Regions from separate parts of the Mus musculus genome. Here region 1 is linked to region 2. Evidence: chromatin contacts called from public HiChIP or PLAC-seq data. All regions are on one chromosome and are shown on one strand. Each heading gives the region's core, a stretch centred on a gene start, on an enhancer-like site or on the middle of the called end of the contact. The rest is flanking DNA. Distances are from core to core; before and after follow the strand shown. Region 1 holds the start of Sstr2 (somatostatin receptor 2). Region 2 overlaps Slc39a11 (solute carrier family 39 (metal ion transporter), member 11).

Evidence for each region. HiChIP or PLAC-seq counts read pairs in DNA pulled down with a chosen protein or histone mark.
Region 1: an H3K4me3 HiChIP or PLAC-seq map of the SCID.adh cell line shows a contact between it and region 2, with 11 read pairs. The contact joins the promoter of Sstr2 here to the enhancer-like site in region 2. A contact is called at or near these places in 15 of 39 promoter capture datasets (the 3T3-L1 cell line, 3T3-L1-derived adipocytes, the HPC-7 cell line and 10 more), 3 of 484 Hi-C or Micro-C datasets (cerebellar granule neurons, cerebellum and nephron progenitors), 12 of 115 datasets of contacts at active chromatin or transcription factors (DN3 thymocytes, the SCID.adh cell line, T-cell acute lymphoblastic leukemia and 8 more) and 2 of 9 other capture datasets (adipose tissue and embryonic stem cells).

What each region holds. Positions count from the first base shown.
Region 1 is chr11:113,616,578-113,623,022 of GRCm38.p6, reverse strand. Sstr2 (somatostatin receptor 2) reads right to left here and starts at 3,696. Exons shown (of 2, transcript NM_001042606.3): 1 at 3,401-3,696. It also overlaps a transcript of Slc39a11 not described here.
Region 2 is chr11:113,376,823-113,383,312 of GRCm38.p6, reverse strand. All of the region lies in intron 5 of Slc39a11 (solute carrier family 39 (metal ion transporter), member 11), which reads left to right. Among named protein-coding and RNA genes, the nearest start is that of Gm42094, 14 kb to the left of the region's middle. Within about 2 kb of position 4,697, at least 7 of the 459 cell types and tissues checked have an H3K27ac peak or open chromatin away from gene starts, as enhancers often do. A contact at or near this core is called in the SCID.adh cell line, where this site is marked.

The DNA of each region.
Region 1 (6,445 bases), core at 2,447-4,946, 240 kb before region 2:
CCTAGCATTGTGCAGGCTTATAATCAGAGCCTCATAAACGTTACCTCCCCCCGTCTACTGTCTCATTATCTCTAATTTATTGAAGCCTGCCTACACAGTGAATCAAGTTATAGTCTTCAATATTAAAAGTAAGAGTCTGGCTTTTTTTTTTTTTTTAATGATGCTTTAGGCCCTCTCCTCTTCCTCCCTCTTCTCTTCCCCCTCTTTCTCTTCTCCTCCTCCTGGTTCTGATTTTGTAACATCAATGTTCTCCATTCTCCACTCCATCTCTGCTTGGGAAGGCTCTCTCCTAAAGACCTTTTGCCTGCAGTTCTCTGACTTAGGACAAAAAAAAAAAACCCAGGGAACTAGGGGAGGGATGTAGGCTTTTCATGAATGTCAAAGATGCTTTTATTTATTTATTTATTTATTTATTTATCTATCAAGAATTAAAGTGTTTCTTGGGCTGGAGAGATGGTTAAGAGCTCTGACTACTCTTTTAGAGGTCCTGAGTTCAATTCCCAGCAACCACATGGTGGCTCACAACCATTTGTAATGGGATCCGGTGCCTCTTCTGGTGTGTATGAAGAGAACAATGGTGTACTCACATACACGAAATAAATAAATAAATAAATAAATAAATAAATAAATAAATAAATAAATAAAATAAAAAACCGGATGGAGTCTAGTCACACCCATTGTCCCCATTGTCCCCAGGAGGTGAGGATTCCGTCCTCCCTCAGTGGAAACTGAGGCTTAGAGAGTTAAAGTGCTTGGTGGAGTGAGCACTTGGACGAGAACCAGCTGGCCCCAAGTCTTCTGTGATTTTCACCATGTCCCAGCTGATGCTCAGTGGGTCGAAGCTGGTGGCTGGTACCTTAGGCCTTAGTTGGAAGCCACTGGCTCAAGTGACCTCCATGCTGAGAAAATAATGAGAATTCTGTTGGCTTGGCTTAAGATGTGAAGCACCAGGTCAACCCACAATTAAGCTATCTATCACAGTTATAAAATGTGTGTGTGTGTGTGTGTGTGTGTGTGTGTGTGTCACTGTCTGTGCTGGGCACCTCCAGCAGCTAATACTTCAATGGGGGGGGGGAAGGGCACCAAGTCACATAACATGTGAATTGCGTGGAAATGAGCCTATGAATAAAGGATGTGAGCGTCAGGACACAGCCCTTCCCAGGGGGCTTCTCAGGAAGTTAGGGGCTGGGTCTTGGGTGTAGGAAGAGTTAGGTAAGCGTTTGGGACAGGAGGTCCAGCCAGGGAGAGAAGAACTGGTCAAGGGCCGAAGTGTCCAGCATCTCTAGTTCACGTGCCTGAGCACGTTTCATTGAAGCAGAGGGCTTCTCCAAGTGATTGCCTAACACTGGTCGAGGCTGCAGGGATGTTAAAGATGTAGCAAGCAACAGGCAGGTGCGATTGATTCGTGCCCACCTCTGTCTCTGATTCGTTCTCACGGCCAAGTGATGGCCTGGCTTTTCTTTCTGCAGTAATTTCCCCAGCACATGCTTGGTCAGTGAGGTCTAGGATTTTCGCATTTGCATTTTGGGGACCCATGGCATTGTGTCTACATTGGGTAAGCAAGCAGAAGCAGGCAGCCATTACAACCAGAAGCCATAAAGAAACTCCTTTTAGTATCCCCAGATTAACTTGGGTTATTTCCCCTGTCTTCCCCCCACCCCCTTCTTTCTCATCTTGTCAGTGACTTAATTCTATAGACCCAGAATCCTATTCAGGCTCCCTACAGTGAGACCTCACAGTAACCAGGAGCTCATGCCATCTATGGACAGTGATAGGGTACTTCAATGTCTGACTAGGACTGAAGACCTCCCCTGGGCTGTAGAATCCCTGTCTAAAGCCAAAAGGAGGAGTGGGGGAGGGGGAGGAGGAGGAAGAGGAGGGGAAAGAGGAAGACAGAGGTGGGACAAGGCCGGATGTGTTTCTTCAGCCCTCACTGTGCAGAACCAGAATGAATGGCGGGGGGTCTAGGGGTGTGTGTGGAGGGGGTGTCACCTTTCTCTGAAATGAGCTGAGACACATCTCCACTTTGGGGAGGGAAGTCTGGGAAGGTGGGTGGAGGTCATATGCTGGGAACCCCATGTCTGAGGAAGACACGAGCTTAGAACCTAGGCGCCCTATGTAACAAGCCCAAGACCTCCAAGTGGCGTCTTTTCCTTTTCCAATCATCTCACTGCAAGTGAATTGCAAATGCCACCGGGCGATACTTGTTGAATTGTGCTTAAATTAAATGCCCTGGGAAGTCAGGCTCTCTGCTTTGCTGCTAAATACTGGCCTGTAGCTTGGTGGGTGGCGTCCCCTGGCTCCGATGGAAAGAAGGGTTTCCACTCAGGAACCCCCTCTTTCCCTCCCACAGACTGCTCCACAACTAGAGGAGGGACAGGTGGGTTTAGTTTCTTTCCAGCATCTTTCTGTTGTGAGCCCTCAAGACCTCCCCATCTCCAAGCCTACCAGACACCTACACACACACACACACACACACACACACACACACACACACACACCCCTCCAAGAATCTGAGGTTGGAACTTGCAGCAGCCCTGTGTAGCCCACCACGATGCTAGAGTGCCCCTCGCCATTGGGGCGAAGGTAGATAAGCGAGGCTCAGGACGATGGAGTTAGTGTGAGGAAAATATTTAGGGTCATAACTCGCTGACTCTGGAAACAACGTGTTCCCTAAGGGATCTTTACCGTTTCTAGGCAGACTGAGGGAGAGTGGATTGCGGTGCCTGCAATGTCCAGCTTCGAAACGCAGAGGGGACTGAGGTGCCAGGGGCAGCTAGGAGCGCTGACAGTCGCTTGGGGACCTGACCATTCAGTAGCTGGTTCTCTCCAATCTAGACAGATTCTCTGCCTGAGGGCGGCGGGTGGGGGGGGGGGGGAGGGAGGGGGACCTGACCGCAGACGAATTTGGGCTGCCTCCCCATCAGGGCGATAAAGAGCCCTGAAGAATCTGCTTTCCTTCTTTTTCGGTGACGTCCCCATCACTGTCCCTCCCTAACTTAGGTCTCAGACTGTGGACCCTGTGGTGGCACTTGGCATGTCCCTTCTCCTTTAGCTGGTGTCTCTTTCCTCGGACCAGGGCTGTTTCGCAGGTGGCTAGGAAACAAGTTGTCCCCATCGGACACGCAGGGCACACGCCACGGTACTTGGGCATTTTCTTTGAGAACAAATCCGTCCCAGAACACACTACCTTTCCACCCCAGACACCACGATATGCATCTTTCATCCACCTGTCACCTCCAAAGGCACAAAAACAGAGAATTTGCGCGCCGGGACCAACGTGCAGGTCGCCGGGATCGGCGGTCTATCCCCAGAACAGATGCATGCAGGTGCCCAAAGTGTGCTTGTCCCTCCCTCCATCTCACGGTGACACACGCGTATGCACACTGGCACCCCTCACCTTGGTTTTCCTCGAGCACTCGCTTCCCTGTGTTCTCTAGCACCCAGAAGCTGTTCTTTTACCCAGCTGGGCGTCCAGGAGCACAGCAGGCTTAGCGGGTGTTTGGCGCTCAGCAGTGGCTCCCGGGGCTCCCAGCTTCCTTGGCTGGCTCGTGCTGGCCCTTCTGGCGTCTGAGAGAGCTTGCCCGGGCCCCGAGAGAGCTAGCTTGGCCTGTAGATCATTGACGCCCAGCCGCGGACTGGTGCTCCAGGCGCCGGTGGCCTCGCGAGCGCGCCGGTGGCTGCGCCGCTAGCAGTGGCCCGGGCGGGTGGCAGCCCCTGGGCACACTTCCCCACGCCCCCGCCCGTGACGTCACGGCAGCTTGGCTCCGCCTGCCGGGTCCTGTTGGACCCGGTGAGCAGAGTGGAGAAAACCTGCGGGTGGCCCAGGATAAGACAGCAGACCTTGATGCTGTTGGATGGTGAAGCGATGTCAGTGTCTCCACGACTCCTCCCTATGAGGGCGCGCGTGGCTTTCTTTCCGATTTCAGTGACTCGGTCTGGTTTTACCCAACAAATTCCAGGCAGCTGGTGCGGCGACTTGGGTGACCTAGACTAGCTCCGGGACCTTTAAGACGTGTTCTCAAGTTTGCAAAGCCGTGCCTACCACGGTCCAGTCCCGGGAACAGGGCACAGGTTGCAGAGTCAGGCTAAGGGCAGAGGAAAAAGGGGTGACAGCAGCAAGCGTGTCTCCCGTGCAGGCGCCTGCAGGTGTGCAAGCGCGGGGCACCTGGCTTCAGTTCCTGCAGCCAGCAGGCTCCGCGGGCTCCACCGCTCTCCCAACTGGAGGCCCCGGGCCATGCAGTCTCTTCTAGCTTTAATTTAGCCCGTCAGTCACTGCTTGCTGGTCTGACCCAGCCCCAGCCCAACCGTTCCGCCTACGCGCGCTGTGGCGCTCTGCGGGAGCAAGGAGGGACTCACAAGAAGTGGGAGATGTGTCGCATCAAGTTGCAGCTATTTATTTTTTGACTGTGATGATTCAGCCGATGTTCCAATAGTTTAATAAGTCATAATCAATCCTGTAGCCTCCCTTCCTTCACCTCTTAACACTCCCCCAGAGAGAGAGAGAGAGAGAGAGAGAGAGAGAGAGGAGAGAGAGAGGAGAGAGAGGGGAGAGAGAGGAGAGAGAGAGGGGCAGAGACAGACAGACAGACAGAGACAGTGAGTGCACCCTGGTGGTTTCTAGAACATGAAAAATCAGAAAACAAACCCCCCCCCCCCCGATTAGCTTTCTCTGTGGGTCCTGATGCAGCCATCCTGTTTTTGATCTGCTTGCGGGTTCATCGGGGAAAAGCATAAATCCAGGAGTTGTGTATGTGCGGTGAGTTTTGACAGGGAGCCAGGCAGCAGGTAAAAGCAGCCCGGAATTCTTGTAAGTCAGAGTGTCGCTCACTGGCACCATCTCTACGAGATGTGTGGGCTCTGTGGACTTGATGGAGATTGAAGCAGTGGTTGTCGGGTCCTAGTGTTGTGTGGGTTGGCTTGTCTTTAGGTTTTTTTATGGGCGGGGTTGAAGGGTTGAATAGTGCAGCTCTCAGAACGAGGGGAGTGGCCCTGGGGGAAAGAAGGGGCCCTGAGTGAGCTCAGGCCTCCTCCTCCCTGAGACACAGTTGTTACAATGCCTATTGCCCCCTCTAGTTAAAAACCCTTCCGGGAACAGAGAAGGATGAAGAGCCAGGAAGTGTCCATTCTGAGCTCGGCTCTCTTCGAGTGTCATGAGACCTTGTAAAAGTTCGTCACCTGTTGCTGCAGTTTGTGTATTGTCTAGCAAAATAGCTCATTCAAAAACAGGAACCCCTGGTTCTCAGTAGTTCCTTCTCTCATACACAAGGTGACCCCCAGGGGGCAGTGTACAGGTTTTTTTGGTTTCTGTACTTTTGGTTCCATATCAACACCACCAGCAAAAAAGCAGGCTGTCCTTATCAGCTAAATAATCCTTTCCCAAACAACGTGGGGATCATTTCTGTATGCTCTTAACATGCTGAGCACACACAATAAAATCCACCCTCCGTGCACTTGGGAAGTCTTCCCTCAGCTCTCTCAGAGTCAGGTCTGCCAGGCTCAGCCCCAATGGATAGATGAAACCAGGGCATGCCTATCTCTTTTGCAGCTGGGCCCCGTGAGATCTGAACACTTTGACCTTGAGAGCAGAAAAGGTCATCTAGAACAATTATTGATTTTGTCCGGTCCGGTTGTGTGCCTCTCTCCCCTCCCCCGACCTGTGAATGCCTCCACAGAGCTCTGAGATCACCTTTGGCTTCGCTGCACCGCCCCTCCAGCCTCCAGGTTTGAGTTCCCAATCCTGGTTTGACAATACCCTGCCCTTTTGACACCCACCCAGCAATCTGCCGCAGGCCTGTCCTTCCTCAACAGCTCCTTTAGTAACTATGTAACGAGACCTTGAACCAGAAAAATACACGGGTTGCAAAAGAGATAACCTCCTCACTGGCTTGCTTGGTATCTTTTTTTTTTTTTTAAAGATTTTTTATTTATTTTTATGTATGTGAGTACACTGTAGCTCTCTTCGGACACACCAGAAGAGGGCATCCAATCCCATTACAGATGGTTGTGAGCTGCTTGTTTGCTGCGAATTGAATTCAGGATCTCTGGAAGAGCAGTCAGTGCTCTTAACCACTGAGCCATCTCTCCAGCCCCTTGCTTGGTATCTTTAAGCCAATGAAACAAACACCTCTTCATTTTTGCACTTACCAGAGGGACGCTAGGTGGCAGGAAATGAAGAACGGTAATGGCCTGGGAGTTCAGCAGACAACGGACCGGGAACTCTCAAGTAGGTCATTCTGTCTGGTCGCTTAGAGGCTTTATCAACTAAATGGAGAGCAATTGTTCCTCTGCTGTCCATTTGGTGGAAGCAAATGTTGCAGTTTAGCTTATGGTGGAAGCAGTTTAGCTTAGAGGAACGTGTGAGGCATAGGAGAACTGGATTGATTGGTGGTGTTGAATGGCAGGCCAGGCATCTGGCACAGGGTCTGTCATCTGCACATGTGAC
Region 2 (6,490 bases), core at 3,448-5,947:
AGATGCTAAAGAGAATTCTGTTGGGAGCTACTGATGCAGGAGAATATCTATAGATCATGTTTCAGCTGCATAGAAAACCACACCGCAAAGCCCAGCAGAGTAAATCGTGTGTGAGTTCCTATGAACATGCACAGATCTGATCTAAGTCAAAGGTCAAAGGTCAGAGGTCAGCCTCTGGTGCTGTTCTTCAGGCTCTGTCTCCTTTCTCTCTTGAGGTAAGGTCTTTGCCTTGGCCCAGAAGTCACCATGTAGATTTCGCTGGCAGATCTGCAAGCCTGGGGGATAATCCTTTCATCTCCAACCCCCCCCCCCCCCCGGGGGCATCACACAGCATATCACGGGCCCAGCTTTTATTGTGCATGCTTGAGCCTGAGCTCAGCTCTTCCTGCTTGCAAGGCAGGCGTATTACTGACTGGTCCTTAACTCTAGTATTCAAATGTTAAAAACCTGTTTCAGTGTTTACAAAGGAAGCCACCACCGGGTGGGAAATGACTTTGTAGTTTCTCATGGTTTTCTAAACTTGCTCTAGAGTATAGAAATGTTTGTATTATCTGGTGACATTTTAGCCAGGTGCACTGTCATATGCTTGGGTGACACTACTTGGACAACAGAGGCAAGGTGACCCTTTGAGCCCAGGAGCTCGGGGGCACCCTGAACACCACAGCAAAACCTCCTCAACTTAAAAAAGAAACAAATCATTTTAGTGAACTTTAAAGGAAAGTAATGTGTATTTGCTTTAGGGCACAAAGAGACATCCTGCCGTCCACCCTGCCACCCACCCTGCCATCCACCCTGCCGCCCACCCTGCCGCCCACCCTGCTGCCCACCCTGCCGTCCAACCAATGTATTTGCTTCTCACTGACTGGGCCCGGCTTCTCCACTAGCAGCTAAAAGTGGGGTTCATCTAGCTGGGCGGTGGTGGTGCACGCCTTTAATCCCAGCACTTGGGAGGCAGAGGCAGGAGGATTTTTGAGTTTGAGGCCAGCCTGGTCTACAGAGTGAGTTCCAGGACAGCCAGGGCTACACAGAGAAACCCTGTCTCAAAAAACAAAACAAAACAAAAACAAATAAAACAAACAAACAAAGAAACAAACAAGTGGGGCTCATCTAAAGCTCTCAGAGAGTCTCATAGGCTGGAGAGCCGTTAGTGCTGGCACGCAGGGACCATGGTGCTTTTCATCATGGTACCGAGTGACCGTTTTTTTTGACAGCAGGTTCAGAGGCTTATAGAGGCAGCAACAGGCATGTCCCTGCTCTGCCAAAAGGCATCCTGGAGCCCACCCATGTAGGCTCCCTTATAGCCAGAAGCAACTGAGACCTTTAGGGGTCCCACCCTTCCTAGGATGTCTGCATAAACCTGGGGAGAGAGTCCACTGGAGAAACCCAAGCCCCAGGATGCTTTCATTTTGTGGTGTCTTCGTAAAGGGGAGGAAAGTCAGGAGTGTCATGGGCATGAGTGCCGTGAGTGTCTAAGGATCTAATTAGGCGTCCCTGTCATCTAGTTTTATGTCAACTGTATATAAGCTAGAGTTAACTGAAGCAGGGGAACCTCGATTGAGAAAATCCCTCGTTAACATCTGGCTGTGGCACATTTTCTTAATTAGCGATTGACAGGGGAAGGCCCAGCCCATTGTGGGCGGTGCCATCCCTGAGCTGGTGGTCCTGGGTTGTCTAAGAAAGCTAGCTGAGCAAGCCCCAGTGAACAAGCCGATGGTAACTCTTCTGTGCAGGTTATCAGCACAGTCTCTTTTAGTCTCTTCCTCTGCCCAAACCCCTTGGCAAGTCTGGGAATCCTCCAGTTTCCACTTTGAGTCTCTGTGGAAGGCAGAAACCATCTTCAGGTCAGAAGATGGACTTTAGGAGGGTCACTTTCTTGGATTTTTTTTTTTTTCTGGTTGTGTCAGGTGACCTGGGCGTGACCTCCCAGCAAGATGGGGCCAACAGCTCCAGTCGTGAAGGGGACGCCTTTCAGTGCTGGTGACCTCAGTAGAGCCATATGATCTCCAGCACTGTGGAGACAGGTGCCAACCTAGGGCCTTGCAGTGGCTCCTGTCTTACAGAAGGTTACCCTGCTCCACATCAGCTTCCCAGGTGGTTCTCCAGCCTCCCAGGACAGCGCTCTCTCAGCTGAGCTAGGCACTGGCTGGAAGCTCTCTCTGTGTGAAGCTGGGTGCTGGCTGATTTCTCACAACCTCTCAGCCTCCAAAAACAAAGACAGGAAGCAGAGCCTCCTATGAACTTTCTTCCCTTCTCCATCTCACTGTGTGTGGCACCTACCATTTACAACATAAGTCACAAGGAAACCCACAAACCCATTGCTGCCTCAGGGTTTTAGGTCCCTGGGGTCTTTTATTGTCCCTTTTTATTTTCTTCTGAGATTGATGTGGCTTTAGATAGGATGGTTTTCAGTGTTACAGAAGCACACGGATGGAGATAAACTGCCAGGGAAGCCGGGGGAACTGCTAGGGTAAATTTCTGATGGGAGAACTTCCAGTTTTCATGGCTGTGGTCCTGAGACGACTGAATGACCGGGCAGGAGAGGATGCGGGGGATAAGAGGAGGGATTTAGATGCCAGGGATGGTGAAGGAATGCCTCCTTCAGGTAGGCAATTTTTTTTTCTCTCATTCTGTCGACCATGGTTTATTTTCTTTTACATCCCCTGCCCCATGCTGTGAGAGCAAAAATCCCCACTCTCCAGCCTCCCTTCTAAGTTTCCCTTCCGCTCCGTATCTCCTGGGTATCGGAAAAGAATCTCGTGTGTATCTTCATAGTTGCCAGATACAGGGAGGGGTCAGGCATAAGCCTGCTAGGTACATTATACGCTGAAATAACGGGATGATGTGAGCCAATGTCTCCTCACTCCAGACAGGGCACCAATGACAGATGCAGTCCCAATGACAGACCAGAGGAATGATGGCATTCAAGTCCAGAGCTGATGAGTAGGGCACAGGAAGGGGTGGCTGGAGTCTCAAGTGAGGGTCTGCTGACCCTCCCCACTCCTCCTCCTATGAGGGACTGGTCTCTGATCTCCCAGAGGGCCTCTTACCATCCTGAGCATCTCTTTGTGGGTAGTCACAGCAGCTTTGATAAGGATGTGTGGTGGTTTGAATGAGGCGTCCCCCATAAGACTCAGACGTTTGATGACTTGGCCCCCGGTTGGTGGCACTGTTTGAGGAGGATTAGGAGGTGTGACCTTGCTGAAGGATGTATGTCACTGAGGGCCCGCATTGACATTTCAAAAGACTTGTGCTACTTTGACCATGACCTCCCAGTTTCCTCCTGCTGCCCCCGCCTTTATAGACTCTGTATCTCTAAGTCCCAAATAAGCCCTTTCTTCTAGACGTGGCCTTGATTGAGGTGGTTTTTTATCCCAACCACAGAAAAGTGATTAATACAAGATGCTAATAGCTTTTTACTGCCCAGAGGAGCATTCCTGTGTGGACTGGAGCCTCATAGGGAGAGAGGAAGAGTCCTAGAGGTAATTTTCAAGTCTAGCCACCCTCTCAATTCAGGTTCTCCCTTCCCAGATGAGTAGAGCCTGTGTCAAGCTGACCAAACACAAAACCAGAACTACAGCAACATGCTTGCACCACCATGCCCATAAGTGCTGGGGATTTGAACTTAGGTCCTCTTGGCCATGTAACAGGCACTTTACCAACTGAGCATCTCCCCAGCTTTGCAAGGACCTTTTGCATGCAGATATCTTGCTGCCGGGTCCTCTGGAATCTGTGATGACCACACTTGCATGTAGGGGCTCTTGTACTGGGCAGCTGGTTCAGGGTGGGCTATGGACCAATGGAAAGGCCTCCTCCAAAGCCAGGATGTAGTTTTGAGATCACAATTAAGTCACCGGGTCCATGAGTCCAGGTCTGTGAAGTGGCTGCTTGTCCTTTTAACACAGAGCAGCCGGTCGGACGGATAGGCTTTTAATATTACTGGGTGTTTTGGTTCTATTGCCTGAGCATAAAATTTATTTTACCTGGATCCTTGGAATGAGGAACATTTTAGTGGATGGTTTGCTTAATGGATGAGAAATCTTTCGCTAATAGTGAGCCTGCCGCTTCCGCAGCTGCACATTTAATTTCTGCCAATTATGCCGACCCATTTGCTTATTCATAAGTGTTCAAGGTACAGCTGCAATGGCTTTTGGGGCCTGTCAAAACATGCACTACCTGAGAAGACCAGGAAATGAAGTGAGCCGCCTTCCACGGGCAGCTTCTGGCCCCTCTGATCTGAGCAGCTGGTGCCTGTTGGGGCCATAAATGGAAACACCCTTTATAGCTACGAGCTAAAAAGGTTGCAGGTACATCTCTGACTGTGCTTCTTGAGTTCCGAGGTGGGGCCCAGGTGTCTCTCTGCCTCAAGGTCAGTACTAGAGCATGGGAACTACTTCAGTTCTCTTCCCACAAAGTTTCCTTGGGCTCCGGTGGACTCTCTTCCCGGCACAGGCATGGGAAGAGCTTCCTTTATAGGCTCCGGCCGGACAGAGGCGAGTACACGCCTGCTCTCCATCCGCAGTGTGTCCTCGTCCTTGTTCCTTAGAAGACCTGAGTTCTTGACTGGACACAGTTGGAGCGTGAGATAGAGTGCAGCTCGCTGTCTTGAGGTGCAGCTGCCCAAGCCTGAGGACCCACAAAACAGCCAGATGCTGCGGCATTCAGTAGAACCTCGGAACTCAAGGCTGAGGGGACAGAGATGGGAAAAATCCCAGGACCTCATGGCCAGCCAGTCAAGACAAAACAGTGAGCTTAGGGTCCCTGAGAGTCTGGGGGAAAAAAAAAAAAGGGTTGGAGGTTGGAATTAATTGGGGAAGAAAACTGACATCCACTTTTGCCCTCCACAGGCATCTGCTTAAGTGAGTACACACACACACACACACACGCACACACACACACTAAAAAAAAAAAAATAGAGCATGCCTAAATTTGAATTTCAAAAATGAATGTATATTTTGGTATAACTATTTTCTCATGCAATGCTTAGGTTATATTTACAGGAACAAATTTTAATCTACAATTCATATATACCCAGCCACCTGCTTTTTATTTCCTGTGTCAGGCATCGTTAGCAGGGGCCCTGTTCACAATAGCTTTTTCTTTTTGTATTGTTTGCAAAAGTGCTATAACTCCTCTAAGGATCCTAGGGCTGCTTTCGGGGTGGGGGTGGGGGTCCAGGAAAATGACGGCAGTAAGGAGGCGTGCCCATGTTCCTCCTCTGCTCCCAGAAAGAGTGGTATCTCAACATGGAGAGAGAGAAAGAGACAGACAGACAGACTGACCAGAGTGTCTCATTGCCATGGGTAAAACAGATACAGCATTTTAGAAAAGATACTATGTGATCTCCAAAAACTCCAAAGGAGCCCAGCACACACTGAGACACTTTGCTGGAAGACTCCCTCGGCCAGGTGGATGCATCTGTCTGTTTTACACTGCCCCCCCCCCCCCTGCAGCTAACAGCCAGGTCTCATCAGTCATTGACAGACATAAAAGGATCACGTAAGGAATTAGCCAATCTCGTGGTAATTACTTAAAGAGGCCTCATTTGGGCCAAGGGCATATCACGAAAGAGGGATCGGATGTGGCAAATGTCAGGCTACTCTCCTTGCAGTCAAGGAGATGCAGATTAAGGGAGCTATGACATGCTCTTTTCCATAGATGAATGGGTCTTTGAGAAGTGCTCAGTACTGACTGAAGTTTGGCCAGTGAGAGCGACAAAATGCTGTTCATCGTGGTGCTCATGGTAACATCTTCCTGCACCCTCCCAATTTCTGACCGTTTGCACAGGTTAGTGTTCGAGATGATATTTAATAAGGAAACACTTTAGAAGCAGCCTCAGGGCCCAGAGGCACGAGAAAGCCAGGACTAATCTGTATTGCTCGACAGTGCCTGAAAGAACATTGAGTCACAGGAGAAATCGTTTGTCGCATTCGGTGGGAGCAGAGAGCAGCCTGATATCGCTTAAGTGATATCTCAGCCTAGTGCAACCCTGCGTAGGGATGCACAGAAGGGAGGGCACCCTCCTCCCTTATTATTTATTTATTTATTTTGTCAATGAGGTCGTGGTGGCTTGCAACATCTGTGTACTTGTTCAGTTTCCCACAGTTCCTTTAGCATGCGTTTATAATTTTGAAAGAAAATCATAGCTGGGATGTTTTGGGTGAGTTATGTTTCCCCACAGTAAGGAGGATGCATAGGATGTGGCGATCTCTTCAACCCAAAGTTCACATTCAATCCCCCCAGGACACTTGGGTGAATGTCCTGACATTGCTTTTTAAGCTGGGACCCTTACATTTGTATCTCCCAGAAGTCAGTTCGAAGGGCTCCCTAAGACTCGTGTATAGTCTGGTAAGATTCGGTGACAGAAGATGACTGAGTGGGCAGAGATGCCCGTAATGTTCTTCCTGCCCTTACTGTCTCCTGACAAATGGCAGGCCGGTTTTATTGCCACTGTGCATCTGACCCACCTGCCCGGTTCCTGACAGTTGGGGTC